Linked DNA regions of Mus musculus: region 2 is linked to region 1. A link is a contact called in public Hi-C data. All regions are on one chromosome and are shown on one strand. Each heading gives the region's core, a stretch centred on a gene start, on an enhancer-like site or on the middle of the called end of the contact. The rest is flanking DNA. Distances are from core to core; before and after follow the strand shown. Region 1 has its middle 12 kb from the start of Gm12069. Region 2 overlaps 5730522E02Rik (RIKEN cDNA 5730522E02 gene).

Region 1 (7,374 bases), core at 3,381-5,880:
CCAGGGGGCCCCCAATGAAGGAGTGAGAGAAAGTACCCAAGGAGCTAAAGGGGTCTGCAACCCTATAGGTGGAACAACAATATGAACTAACCAGTACCCCCCAGAGCTTGTGTCTCTAATTGCATATGAAGGAGATGATGGCCTAGTAGGCTATTATTGGGAGGAGAGGCCCTTGGTTTTGTGAAGATTATATGCTGCAGTACAGGGGAATGCCAGGGCCAGGAAGTAGGAGTGGCTGGGTTGGGGAACAGAGCAGAGGGGGGATATGGGGACTTTCGGTATAGCATTTGAAATATAAATGAAGAAAATATCTAATAAAAGAAGATATTTGCAAGCCATATATCTAATGAAATAGCTGCATGTGCAATACAAAGAAAACTCTTAATTCTCAACAATAAGAAAGTGAATAAACTAATAAAGAAATATGCAAAATCTGAAAAATTTCCTTGGATACAGATGACAAAAAGTCATGGAGAAATATTGTTCAATGACATGTTTTTCAACCAGAAATCAATGCTGGGGTTGGAGAGATTGCTTTGTTGGATCCTGAGTTCAAATCTCAGGCAGACATTTTAAAAAGGAGGGAGGGAAGGAAGGAAGGAAGGAAGGAAGGAAGGAAGGAAGGAAGGAAGGAAGGAAGGCAGGAAGGAGAAAAAGAAACAGGGAGGAAGGAAGGGAGGAAGGAAGGAAGGAAGGAAGGAAGGAAGGAAGGAAGGAAGGAAGGAAGGAGGAAAGGAAGGAAGGGAGAGAGAGAGAGAGAGAGAGAGAGAGAGAGAGAGAGAGAGAGAGAGAGAGAGAGAGAGAAAGAAAGAAAGAAAGAAAGAAAGAAAGAAAGAAAGAAAGAAAGAAAGAAAGAAAGAAGGAAAGAAGCCAAGCATGAGTGCAAGTGCCCACTGGGAGGAGGCTGGGAATATGGGTACAGAGATCTCAGAAGTTTGCCTGTCAACAGCCCCGTCAAGTGCTGAGGCTTCTGCTTTAGTAAAAGACCTCATCTTAAGGAAACTTGATAGTGGTAGAGCAAGATATTCAAAGGCATTCAAAGCCTTTTTTATTGAACTTTCTTTTTATCAATTGCCAAAGACTTATAGACTGCATTTGTGTTAGTGGGTTTCCAGTCTGTTTAGTCTCTTTATTTTATCTATTATCTTGCTAATGCAGGATGTCTTGAATAGTGTAAGTTGATAGTAAGTTTCCAGTTGGGTGACAATAATCATTAAGCACGTTCTTCTTTCGTGTCATATCGTGTGTTACACTGTTTTATTATTCTACCCAACTTTTAGAAAACATGTATTGCTACTCACAAAATAGCTTCCTGGGATTTTTATTGAGATTATGTAGAATCAATACAGAGCTTCCCAGCAAGAGGTTTTGCAAGAGTAGCCATCATAGTAACACTGAGCCTTCCAATTTACTAATTGTCCTGAGATTTGGGGTCACTTAGATTTTGATTTCTGTATCAGATTTTAATTTCTGGTTTCTTTAAAACGCGCTGCATTTCATTGTAGCATAGAAATAATCCTCTAAAGTTTTTTCATCTTGCAGAAGTCAAAAAGTCCTGGGAAATTATACAAGATTTGTCAAACCTGTGCAGGTAAGAGCACATTAACAAGTGCAAACAAATATCTCCAATCTGGGATCCTCCGACTGGGAGTCTGAGGCAGGAGATGCCATAGTTTGATGCCACTTTGTATTATGAAGCAATTATTAGGGCAGCCTGGGGTACAAAAGAAGACCCTGCCTTGAAACAAAACAAATAAAATTTTAACAATTTGTGAACAGGTCATAGTGTCTATAGAGATCATTTAACACTAGACAGTTTACAGTCTTCAAAACAGAAGAAAACTATCCAAAGACAACATCAGGGCACTTTTCAACGGGAAATGTGAGATGAAGACACTTGAAAGCAAGCACTCACTCAATGGCCACGAATGGAAACTTCTTACTCCAATGTGTCCAACTCCTGCAATGAGGCACTGGCTTGCCACTTGTCCAGGGGAAGAAGCAATTTTTCTGGTTATGGAATCTGAGTTGCAATATGACTTTTGTTGTTGTTCAGTAGAAGGTGGTTGAAATGACTCTGTGTACTGGAGAAAGCAATATTTTTAAAAGGCCATGATGTTCAGCCTGTTGGAGAACTATCCTCGCAACATCATAGAAGAAAACCTGCATTTTCTGCTAGAAGATCAGAGGGCTTCGGCTCAATATTTGAGCAAAGTCCTTTAGAAAGCTCAGTCTAGCGAGCCTACTAGAAAAGCACAGTTACATGAATGGCATCTAGCTGAACATGATGAGGATCTACCAAGCTAACCCAGTGACTGTGAGAAATAGTACATTGCCATTATTTCAAGGCACTAAGTTTAGGACTGTTTGTAATGCAACAAAAGAGCTGACAGAACATCATAAAGCAGAAATATGTATGGTTTGAGGTTCAACAAGCAATGCAAGAGGCCACTTGTAAGCTCTGAAGCCCCGATCCCAAAGCTCTAGAGGCTTATGATTGAATGCAATTTGAATAATTGCAGGAAAGAAAGGAAGGTGTTACAGACATGTAGGTAAGTCTAGGCAGCAGATAAGAACCGCAAAACAACAAAGGCGAACCATGAGCCGCCTTGCTTAGTTTCCTTTCCAAACAAAGCAGCCCTGTGTTTCTTTCTCTAAGTCTTCTACAATCTCCCTCTACTGGACATATATTTAGTGTGTTTCTCTGGAATGGGAAATGTAAGGTAGATTGTAAATTCTGGTGGTTTGGGGAAATAAAGGGGAGACTGGCATTCTGTGAACAGTCACAGTGTCCTAGGAGCTTGGCAATGGCTGTGTTCCCTTGATCATCAGAGCATGGCGGTATCAATTATCTCCCAACTTATCACAAAGAAAGCAACTGAAGGCAGGACACTATGTAGCATGCCTGGGTTCATGAAGCTGCTCAGTAGGACTACTTTCTTTGTTCTTTCAGAATCAACATTTTCACAACCATATCAATCTGGCTACTAACAGTGCTAATTTATCTCTTGGAAGAGGTACTCAAAAAACTGTCTCTGTGATAAACTTGAGAGATTTATGTGGCTGAAATTTTACCAATATTTTTATTCTACTTGTATTAGTACATAAATAGTTACCTTGGACCAGACCATTTCCAGTGTCTGTTCACATGAGAAGTACTGAAAGCTGTGAGTGAGAGAAGACCTAAGTGGATGTGTGCTGTTGGCACAGGCACAGCCAGGTCAGGGAGCCATAGCAGAAGGCTCAGAGGGATGGCAATGCCTTCCGCAGGGGACTGAGGGAGGGTGTCACAGGCTTGCTGAAAATGGGCACCAGAGCTTTATCCCCCGCCTACACCAAGTATTTATGGCCTAAAGACTGCTAACATACATAGCAGAGCTTGCACCTACTGAGGTTAGCTAAACCAGTCACCTACATCCAGCTATATGCCGTAGACTCTGCCTCCTTATTTGTCTGATTATAATAGTCCTGCCTCCTTTTTCAGCTGTACTCAGTAACTCTGCCTCTTTAGTAAGAAACACGTTGAACTTCCAGAGTGCTGTGGTTTCTCCATCCACCCTCCCAGTTAATCTAATCCCAGCCTTTCTGTGTGTCCATGCATTTATCTGACTTTCTTCATCCCCTTGCTCTCTCCGTCAAAGTCACAGGAGTCTAAATCAAGGACTCAACATGTCTATTAGCTCATAAGAGCATCATTCACTGATTTGTTTAAAAAATAATGTTAGGCACTGTTAAGAAGCAGTTTCAAGGCATCGAGAGCATAGAGTACGGGGCACTGCCACCCAACTCAAAGTCTCCACCTTCTGCTACTCAAGTTATCGTTTTAACATCTTCAAAGACATTATTGGGAGTTGTGAGCACCTTGACATCACTAGCGAGCTGGCTTCTCACTTAATTGTTTCCAGTGCTGTTTGGCCTTCTGACAAAGCAATAGGGTCAATAAGAAACACAATGCTTTCCCAGAAAGGGGAACAAAATTAACTAAGGAATATTCATTTATCTTTAGAAGTTATGATAGTTAAAACAAGTGTCTGCTCTGTAAGGAAGCTACACACACTCAAGTTAGAACAACTGAACCTTACATTAAAAACTGAATTATTTTTGTAGCACACAACAAAGCAACTAGATCCTAACCTGAACTGAGACATGTGTCTAAATCCGAATCTAGTTCTTGAAGTTCCTGTGGCAAGTTTGTCCAAAGTTAGAGTGTCATTTAATCCCAGCTGTTTCTAAGGTTCACAACTTCCATCTCTCCCCTCCCCCTCCCCCCATAAGTTGTCTGTGATTCTTGGCTGGAAGAGCTGTTTGTTTCTTTATTTAGCAAAACTGCACAGCTCTGCTTAGCAGAGGGACAAGCTGGAGTTTGCTAGCCTCCGCATTATCACCCAGGCAATTGTGGACCGGTCGCAGGTGTACAGACATGATGAGGGCGTAGGAGGAAACATGGACTAGCGCGTACTTGGTTACCAGGGCTCTGTCCACAAGCCCCGCACCTCCCTGAATCTGTAAGGGAAATCTGCTTTTCATGGTGGGCAGAGGTGGGGGTGCAGGTCGTACTTGCAGCTTCGAGGACATTGGGAGTCAGCAATTGCAAGCAGAGCTGTTGACAGGAAGCTGTTTGACTATTAAGTTGCAAAGGAAAGAGAAGGCAAGGGAAACTTGAAAAGGAAATAAATCAAAACTGACGTGCTTTCTGCGGAGCAGAGAACGAAACTGAGAGATTCGTGTTATTTTTAAAAGCTGCTGAGTTGGTCTCACTTCTTTGCTAAGTCTTGATTTTTTCCCCCTCAGAAGCCTTGAATACCTACCTACATGCACTGAAGGAGAAAAAAAAGGAGGCTCAGGTAACAGGCAGTGGACAGGTAGCTGAGCAGGCGTGGCCATCTCTCTTAGGGTCAGCTTTCTGTGGGACTTAATTGAATCCTATCACCTCTCACTTTCTCCATCTTCCCCCTCATTGATCAAACTGCTTTTGAGAAAAGTGATACTTTGCATATCTGGCTAAGTACTGTTAACAGCCTCTGCCTGTGGTTTGTTAAAATTAAAAAAAAAAAAAAAGTGTGATCTTGCCGGAGAAGTAATTTGCTTCTCTCCAACCAATGATGGCTTGTACTTTATGCAAATTGGTATCTAGGGACAACAAATCCCATTTAATACATATGCATAGTTCATAAAAAAAAACGATGTGAGAGAAAGAGGGAAAAAAAAAGGATAAAGCATCGAGTCAGCAAAACAACAGGTTCTGAGGAAATTTATTGTCCCAAATTGGACATTTGTAACAGATGATGTGAGCAAGTGTTAACTTTGTTTTCAGCAGCTCTTCACGTACACTCACTAGACATCACACAGATTATGTTTTAAGGATCTGAACTGTAATAAAAAAAAGTGTCTATGGGCTTTAGAGTGTTGTGTTCCATATGGTTAGGGAAGTACGGAGTTATTGCGACAAGCATCTTGTGAAGCTCATTACGCGTGGTGGTGTTAGATGCGAATTGCCGCGCATAGCTATAGGGTACGTACATGACATCCCACAGTCAGCAGATAGCAACTGGAAATGAAAGATATGAAGGCACAGAGTACAGCTTCAGGGAACATGTTAGACAAAACATCTGCTGGTATCAGAACACTGCATTATCAGATCATTGTAGCCATGAATTTTTTATAAAGATACTTTTCCCCCCCAAACCACAACTTTGAAAGTGACATTTTGTACAAAAAGTTTTTGATTGAAGTGTGGTGTTAGGACAAAGTCCAGTACAGTGAGTCCCTGTGGACTTCTATAGCCTGGCAAAAACTTTATTTTTATTTTTTCATACTGGGTCAGTGTCCATGGGTAAAAATGCCATGGCTGTAATGTGTGTTATGGGGATGCAGGAGCAACAGAGTGATGTAACAGCAGACTTAGCCTCTCTTACCGTGCTCAGTGTGTGGAGTGGTTTGAATCCTGTGGCCATTTAGGTTTGCTTGCACAGGAGTGAGCTGGAGAGTCAGTGGCCAGGTCTCATTAAGCAGGGTTCTGAATCCAGCGACTCACATCCTCAGCTTTGCTGTCTAATGGCACGCTTTTCTTCCTGTGCCATATCTATGTGAGAGTTCTCCTGTAAGAAGCTCCTCACCAAAGGAAACCCAGGAAGTGCCTACAGTTCCTGGGAAGTAGGAAGAAGGCGGTCCAAGAAGAGAGGAGGAGGCCACAGGGCATTCACCATGAGCAGAGCTAAAAGTGTTGATATCCAAGACCCATTTAGAACATGCTACATTACTCACCAGGAGTAATGAGAAAGGCCTTCGAAGAATATGATGACTTCTGGAAGAATCAGGGTCTCTTCCACCACCTTTCTGTTAAAATGGTTCTAAGAAATGGAATAATTTCACCTATTATGTCCACCCAGACCATGCAGTAGATGAATAAACATAATACAAAGGATGAGTTGATGGAAAAGAAAAAAACAGATGGAGAGCTATGGGCAACAACTACTTTTGCCAAAAGTAAATACAGTTGGTGTGTATATGCACGTGCCTGTGTGTGTTGGTATGTATATGTATATGTTTATTTGTATGTATATATGTGCATGTATATATATGTGTGTATATATATGTATGTGTGTATGTATGTATGTTTATATATGTATGTATATATATATATGGATGGATATAAATATTCATCTTTTAATAACATGCTAAGTTAAAAGTTAATCAGTAAAGCACCAAACCTTAAGTAAAAGAAAGAAAGAGAAATGAGTAGGAGATCCTGACTCTGACTTTGCCTTGATAGTACTTTCTGTTCCAAATAATTTTGCTTTTGTTTTCTGGTTTGTGGCTTTGAACTTATTGGGAGGATAACATTTAGTGAGCACCTTAGGTGGAAAATACAGTATGAAACACTGCTGTGAATAACCAGTCCCTCCATGGCCCACATACTCAGAGTTATGTAAAATACAAGTCAATGCATCCCAGTCACCAGCAAAATTTAGAGTTCCACCATGACATGAATAAGTCAGCCATAATTCCACCATGGCCTGAACAAGTGATCCACAGTTCCTAGAACTGCTTAAACATGAATATACACATATGTAACACATACAGAATATACATAGGTAGAAGACTGCATGATCAAACATGAATATACACATATATTATGTAGCACATACAGAATACACATAAGTAGAAGACTGCATGCTCAAACATGAATATACACATATGTTATGTAGCAATACAGAATATACATAGGTAGGGAAACAGAAAGGGAGAAAGAGAGAATTAGTGAGCATCTCACACTAATAATAAACACACAAGGCTGTGATTTTTTCTTTCTGGCAGAACACATCTTTAGATACAGGCTTTAAAAATTCCCACACTGAAGTTATAAAGACATAT
Region 2 (7,374 bases), core at 1,469-3,968, 560 kb before region 1:
TGCACAATGCGGAACCAACAATAAATGCTTTCCAGTGAGCTACTACCTCTAAGTGTTATGATTGGTTTATGGCTGAGGTTTATCTTAGGAATAATGTATTATGTTGTATAAAATACTACATCACAAAATTTAAAATTACTTGTTACATGCTAAGTTCTCACTCTTTCTGTCTCTATTTACTAAATCACTTCCTTAGTTTATGTCACCTTGTCACCTGTCTAGTTCTTTAAATGTTTACTTTATTGTTATTGTATGTGCATGTGACGTACATGGGAACATAGGCAACAGTTAAGAGTCTGGGCATCAAGCTCGGGTCCTCAGGCCTGTTTAGAGAGGACTTTACTCATGAGTTAAATACCCTTTGGTACCCAAACTATCACTAGAATGTATTTGACGGAAAAAAACCAAAAACAAAAACCTTAAGTAGCCAGTGTTGGAAATATGGAGAGATTAAAAACAAATTTTATTTTAAAATAAAAAAAAAAACCCTTTTCTCCTCCACTGCTTATGACTATCAATTATGATGTAAAAATGTTGTGACTTGGATGAAGGCTAATAGAGGCAGGAAGAGGAAAATCTGTTCAAACCATTTGTTATTTTTTATTTTAAATTTCTATGCACTTGAGTAAGTAGCTAGTGTTTCAAAATATAACCTAATTTTTCCTGTCATGTGTATTTCCTTATACATTTATGCTAATGTATATTTATATCTTCACACCCACCTTCATAGCTATACAATAAATATCTCAAAATTGAATATAAATTTTCATGAAAAAATTATAGCATAGAAGGGTATTATTTTGAGAAAGAAAGGTGATGTGGTAAAGTTATAGAAAACACATAACATTATAATAAAAATGAAGATGTTATAAAATTAAATAGACAAGGTATAATAGCATTTAAGTATAGAATTTAACTTCATATAAATACCTCATTAAAGGTATCAATTTTATGGATAATTAATATAAAATGGATAATTAATGCAAAAATTGTCCCAAATAATTAAATTTAATTATCTACTTTTTACAATACATGAACATATATTTATGATCAATTAAAAAGTTAAATCTAAAAAAAAGAGCCAATAAGAACTATCTCTATGGAATTTATGTTACCATTATAGGCAGAAGTATAGGAAAACCATTTCAGTATTAAAAGCAAAGAGGACGTAGAAAAATGAAACGGATTTGATGGTATGATAATTGAATTTTGGTTAATTTCAAACATTTACAAAAATTCTTCCTCACAGAAGTGCCTGGGGAAATGGCTCAGAGTCAGAGTCCTTGCTTAATAAGAATGAGGTCTTGGTTCAATCTACAGCCCTGCAGAAGATTGAATTCCAGATAAATATTTCCAACTTTTATGAACGATAAATGCTATTGCTTAACCATGCCTGTTTAATAGAATGGTAGTATGAGGTTCTCCACTAGGGCCTATGTACCAACCAGCCATGGATGCTTTGACATGGGTTCTTTCTCATAGAGCCGGCTTTAGATCAAATCAAGAAGTGTTTGGCCATTCCTCTAACATTCATGCCACCATTGCACTGGTGGATATCTCTCAAACCCTATCAGAGAAACTTGGGTTTACAGTAGACTGCGATTATACAGACTCCCACACCAGAAGGTCAACATGATGGCTATCAGAGGTCCTGGAGTGTTCAGCTCTAAATGGGTCATCTCTAAAATACTCTCTCCCACAGAAGTTCTAAAATCATAGAAGAAGAGGCAGTTCAAAGATTAAAAATAGGCAGTGGTAGTATATGTCTCTAGCAGAGACATATTTGCTATGCAAGCCAGTGTAATTACACACTTGAACTCACAGCAGCTGTGACTGCAAGAACGAAACACACACAAAGAGCTGAGAAAATCCTAGCATTGATGGGGGGTCGGGGAGGGTCATATCCCACTTCAGGAGCTATTGGCAATTGATGACTGCTGGAGTGGGAGAGGGTTTCCTTAAGGCATGCAGGCCCTGAGAGGCTCCATGTAGGAGCCTCTCTCCTCCAACCACACACATTCAAGCAACACTAAGTTGATGGGTGTGTGTGGGAGAGCTCTCAAGAAGTTGGAAGAGACAGGAAGTGGGAGATAGGGGAGAAATTGAAAGGAAGGAGTGATGCAAGGCAAATATGGTCCAAAAGCATTACACACAGGTCTGAACAGTAAGTGAATTAAGGGGGAAATACAGTACCAATAGAAAACAAAGGTCTTAAGAAATGATCAGGAAAACAGACCTATGCTGGGATCATGTGTCTAGAGACTCTGTACTTCCTCCACCACCTTAGACACCCTTGTAAATTAACATAGCAAGAAGAAAATAAAAGTTTTTGTATTGTATTTGTATGGTTTAACTAGAATGCACCCTCGGGGGTCTTTGCAGAGCCTACCCCAGGAAATGGATTTGCACTTATGCTGTGTGGAGGAGCTCAAAAGCAAAAACTAGATCCTGTTGCCCAGGTTCTGTGACTCCTCAGCAGGACTCTGCTTCTTGTTTGCAGGGACACATGTGGAGAGAGAAAGTTACAAAGGAAGTGAAGAGATGACAGTGTGAAGTGCCATGTCAGGAGCTGGACAGGCTCAGGGCTTCAGGACAGCCAGAGCCACAGGCACAGCTTATGCTTGGAAGCCTCATGTTCGTAGTGGAGAACAGATCTCTGAGCACACTAGCTGGCCAGGGAGACACCTGCCTTCTCCATGATAGACAGCTTTCCAGAAAGCCACACAAACGCAAAAGTACAAACCAGACAAGGAGTCACCACAGAGACACTACTGTCTTAGAGGAAAAAGGAGTATCTCCGAACGAAGCCTTCACCATGCAGCTACAATTTAACCAGGAGGAATGTCGTTGGTTCCCGTGTCCTTATTTTTACTTTTTAGAGTAAATTCGAAGAGATGCGATGCAGGAATTCAGGAGATGAAAATGTGTTAAAAGGAATGAAAAGTGAGCTGAGAGAACTCAGGGGGAAAGCGAAAGAAAAATAACAAGGAACTGAAACCCAGGCAAGCGCTGGGTTCACTAGCAGGGGAGGACTGTGAGAGCACTGCCTGCTGCACCGAGGGGAGTGAAGAAGACAGCAAAGGAAATGAACTAGGCAGAAAGGTAATGAGGGCCCGGCTCCCATATGCTTATTTGAATTCCGTATGGAAGAAAACCTGGTACTAATGCAGTGATTAATTAAGGATACAAGTTGATGAAATTCGCTTCAAAGAAAACAAATCTATGCGTTGAAGGGGCATACATCCCGGAAACCTTGGCCCATTTTAGGCAATAAATACCAAACACAATCTCACAAAAGGTGAGGCAGAAAGGCAAAAAAAGAAAAAAGAAAGAAAAGAAAAAAACATTGACACACTTATAATAGATTAAAAATCAGGCTGATTCCAAACTTCTCCACAGCAAAGTTTAGCTCCCACAGATAATACAGTAAGTCTATAGAAGACTTACGAAAATACGAATGAAGGATTAAGACAATAAAACAGCTGTTTCAAACACTCCAAACAGCAGTGACCCTCCATGGACATGCTGGAACTCTGAGTGGAGCTAGAGGGAGGGGCACAAAACAAGGCTGCTCTCCTGGCAGAGGTGCTCAAGGTCACCACACACACAAACTACACTCTCAAAAGTGGGTGTGTGGACACGCAAACTTTATATGCCCCAGTACAGGGGGACGCCAGGGCCAAAAAATGGGAATGGGTGGGTAGGGAAGTGGGGGGGGGGAGAGTATGGGGGACTTTTGGGATAGCATTGGAAATGTAATTGAGGAAAATATGTAATAAAAAAATTAAAAAAAAAAGTGGGTGTGTGGAAGGGTTGAGAATTTTAATCTGTCATCTCTCTGTCTCTGTCGGTCTCTATCTGTCTCTGCCTCTCTCTCTCTCCCCCTTTTTCCTTCCTTCCTTCCTTCCTTCCTTCCTTCCTTCCTTCCTTCCTTCCTTTTTTTCTTTTCTGCCAAGTACATCCTTGTAAAAATAATATACAAACAAAATAGTGATTAAAAAAATCAAATGGAAATTAAAAGAAGTATGATGTTTGCAAGTTGATGAATGTAATCTGCTGATAAATTAACTTATAAAAGCAAGATCACTTGATATTACAAAAATGAATACAAAAATGTGTGGCTGGGGATGTAGCAGGAGGGTAGAGAAATTGTTTACCATGTATTATGTCCCGGATTTGACTATCAGCCTCTGCATATGTGTGTGTATTTGTATGTGTGTATGTGTATGTGTCTATGTGTGTGCCTCTGTGTGTATGGCTTTGTGTGTATGTGTCTGTATGTGTGCATGTGTAAGTGTGTGTGTGTGTGTGTGTGTGTGTGTGTGTGTGTGAAATGTAGTGTCCAACCTCAGATGTTGTAAGATGTCTCACTGTCCTGGAACTCAGCAGTTAGGTGATTATGGCTTACTAGTTGGTTCCACAAATGTAACTGTCTTACTGTACACAACATTTGGGACTACAATCTTGGGCTCTCTTGATTTTTATGAGTACAAGGCAAGTGCTTTACTGACTGAGGGAGAGCTCTATGAATGTAACACTGTGGCTTTCATTGCTCAGAGGATAAGTGTATCAGATAAATAGTCTCAAAATCAGAGGCCAGTTGATGGGACAAAATGGGGTAGCTACAATAATTAAATCTCATTCTTAAATATTTAGAACTATAAATGTATAAGAAGACTCATGGCAACAAAACACAACACCAAACACCTGGAACAAAATGTAAAATATTCTGACATAAGAGGAAACATGTCTCTCAAGGAAATGGTGGAAGTGTCTAACTACACCAAAGGTCCACATGCAACACAGGAAGTTATGCACATGGCTCAGCACATCTGTAGACCAAAAAGGCATTTTGCAAAGTCAAAACCCTGAACACCCCAGAATTCATCCAAACTTGATGATTAAAACACTAAGCATTCAAGCTTTTGCCATGGAGCACAGCCATCCTGTATTGCAGCATTGTTGGTTGGCCGACAGTTATGTTGTTCTGTGCATTAAATGTTTAGCAATAGCTCAAGATTATTCTTACTTGGTGTTAAGTAGAACAACCCTGTCCATTTCAGTCAGGATGAATCAAAGTATCCCTAGACGTGGTCACATATCACTAGGACATAGATAAGACAAAAGAGCCTTTATAAACAACAGGCAAGAACAAGTAAACAATATGTTTATATCCAAATGTAAACAACATGTTTATATCCAAATGTATACAACAATGATGAGTGGTGACCTGCCACTGAGGACCAAGGAAGAGAGGAGACACAGGAAGTAGTTAAGACAAGAAAAACCTTGTAACACTGAAGAATGAAACCTGGGATGAAGATATAATTGTTATAATTTTCTATTCCACTAATACCATAGTATCAACTTGTAAAATTATGATATGCAAAGAAAAATAGAAACAGCAGTTGTTCAACTCATTGTCTGAGGGGTAAAATGTAAACCATGAAATTCTAATTCATACAAATAGAAACATTGTTCCCTAATAACCAGGAACTTATTAGTTCCCTAATAAGCAAGAACTCTTGCTGCTTTAAACACCTGAAAAAAACGCACCTGCACACACACGTAAACAGCAAAACACAGCCTGCTCTTTATCACAAGCCAGGAAAAATGAAAATTATGGGAAAACAGAAAATAAAATTTGCTAGTCCCTAGGGAAAAATGTCTTAGCTTGAGGTCTAAAGAGGAAATGTAACCCAAAATTTCAGAGCATATTTAAGAAAATAACAGCATTTTATTAGTTGATGAGATCTAGTTGAAACAGTATTAAGTCAAACCCATAGCCTTACCTTCTTATATGGAAAAAATGCTACCAGATAGCAAGAAGGGACATCAGAAATACAAGGATAAAATTTAATGAATTAGAAAAACTTCAGATAAAAATTTCAGTAGTTCAGCCTTTAGCTAAGGTTTTCCAGATAAAAGTAGAGAAGAAAACTAAGAATAGCCGAACAAAATTGTGGGAAAAGAAGCACGAGTCTTCCTGACAGCTGGGTGACTTGCAAAATTATTTTTTAAAAATATAGGTAATATATTTTACTGAGCTTTATTCTAGAAGAGTCATAAAATGTCTTTAAGGAATATTCCATAGAACAAGTAAAAACAAGACCAGTTAACTCTGTGTGGATTCATAAATGATTGCAATGTTGCTTAAGCTAAATTTTAGAATGTCGGTAAAAGGAAAATTGCAAAATATATTTTAAAAGGAACCACACTGTAAAGCATCAGCAAGAGCAAAGGCCAAGGTGAGACAGGAAGGAAGGAGCTGTGCTCACAGATCTTAGCTTTAGACACACAGACACCACCCATAGCTTTATAGAGCTTTGATTGCTTGGTTTGTTTTATTGTTGTTTGTTTTTGTTTGTTTGTTTGTTTTGTTTTTGAGATGGGGTCTCATTATGTAGACTAAAATCACCTCGAATTCATGGGACTCCTTGTTCAACCTAACAAGCACAGGGATGTCAGTCAGGCTCCATTATCCTCTGAATCTTCCCTGGTGTCACTGGTATTATTATATTATTCTATTTTCAAGCTCTCTATTAGTCATAAAAGCAAACCAATTGTTAATTACTGTTCTAGACCAAAATCCCTCTGGTTCTTTCTAAAACTTAAAGAATATGAGGATTTGGCTCTATCATTATAATGAAAGAAAATCATATCTTAAAATGGTTCAGCATAATGATATGAAATACCAAGCAAAGACCTTTCTTGTAATTATTTCATAGGTACTTAAAAGGCATGTTTTACAATTTAGTACTCATTCTCGATTTTATAATATTTAGGAACATAGTCACCACATATCACAAAGCCCATCAAATTTATAAATTTCATTTTTTATGTTGGAAACAAGTGAAGGATGTCAACCATCAGAGCTTGCTATAGGTAGATAACCTAACCATTGCCATTAGAGAAAGACAAATATAATAATGTAAAAATAGAACATTTTTATTACCTTAAAGTAATATGACAATTTATTCTAGCCAAGAAAATACATGAATATTATTAAAATGGTAAAAAATTAGAGAATTAATATGCAGATACAAAAATATTTTCCATCAACAAGCAACAAGTTAAAAGGAATGCTGAGAGAAAATACTGCGTTTAATATAATAAAAGGTAGAATGTGTAGATTAATTTACAAAAAATATAAAACATGTGAATTCCACAAACATGCTGAACAAATGGAAAGGCTTAGCATGTTCTTGGATGGAAAAACTCAACATCATTAACATGCTAATCTTCCCTGAGTTTATTTATAAATTACACATGATCTTGATAAAAATACCACATCTTTACCCATCACCACACTCGACAAGTTGGTTGCATAATTCATATGAAAATTAAGAAGAATAGCCTGGAAATTTCTTTAAA

Evidence for each region. Hi-C and Micro-C count contacts between places; a contact is called where the count stands out from the background.
Region 2: a Hi-C map of B cells shows a contact between it and region 1, with 3 times the contacts expected there. The contact joins two enhancer-like sites. A contact is called at or near these places in 5 of 484 Hi-C or Micro-C datasets (B cells, cerebellar granule neurons, cerebellum and 2 more), 2 of 115 datasets of contacts at active chromatin or transcription factors (SST interneurons and embryonic basal ganglia) and 2 of 9 other capture datasets (embryonic tail and embryonic trunk).

Annotation. Positions count from the first base shown.
Region 1 is chr11:25,285,742-25,293,115 of GRCm38.p6, reverse strand. No RefSeq gene overlaps it. Among named protein-coding and RNA genes, the nearest start is that of Gm12069, 12 kb to the left of the region's middle. Within about 2 kb of position 4,630, at least 13 of the 459 cell types and tissues checked have an H3K27ac peak or open chromatin away from gene starts, as enhancers often do. A contact at or near this core is called in B cells and SST interneurons, where this site is marked.
Region 2 is chr11:25,844,660-25,852,033 of GRCm38.p6, reverse strand. The region is part of intron 2 of 5730522E02Rik (RIKEN cDNA 5730522E02 gene); the gene reads left to right. Among named protein-coding and RNA genes, the nearest start is that of Gm51856, 65 kb to the right of the region's middle. Within about 2 kb of position 2,718, at least 34 of the 459 cell types and tissues checked have an H3K27ac peak or open chromatin away from gene starts, as enhancers often do. A contact at or near this core is called in B cells and SST interneurons, where this site is marked.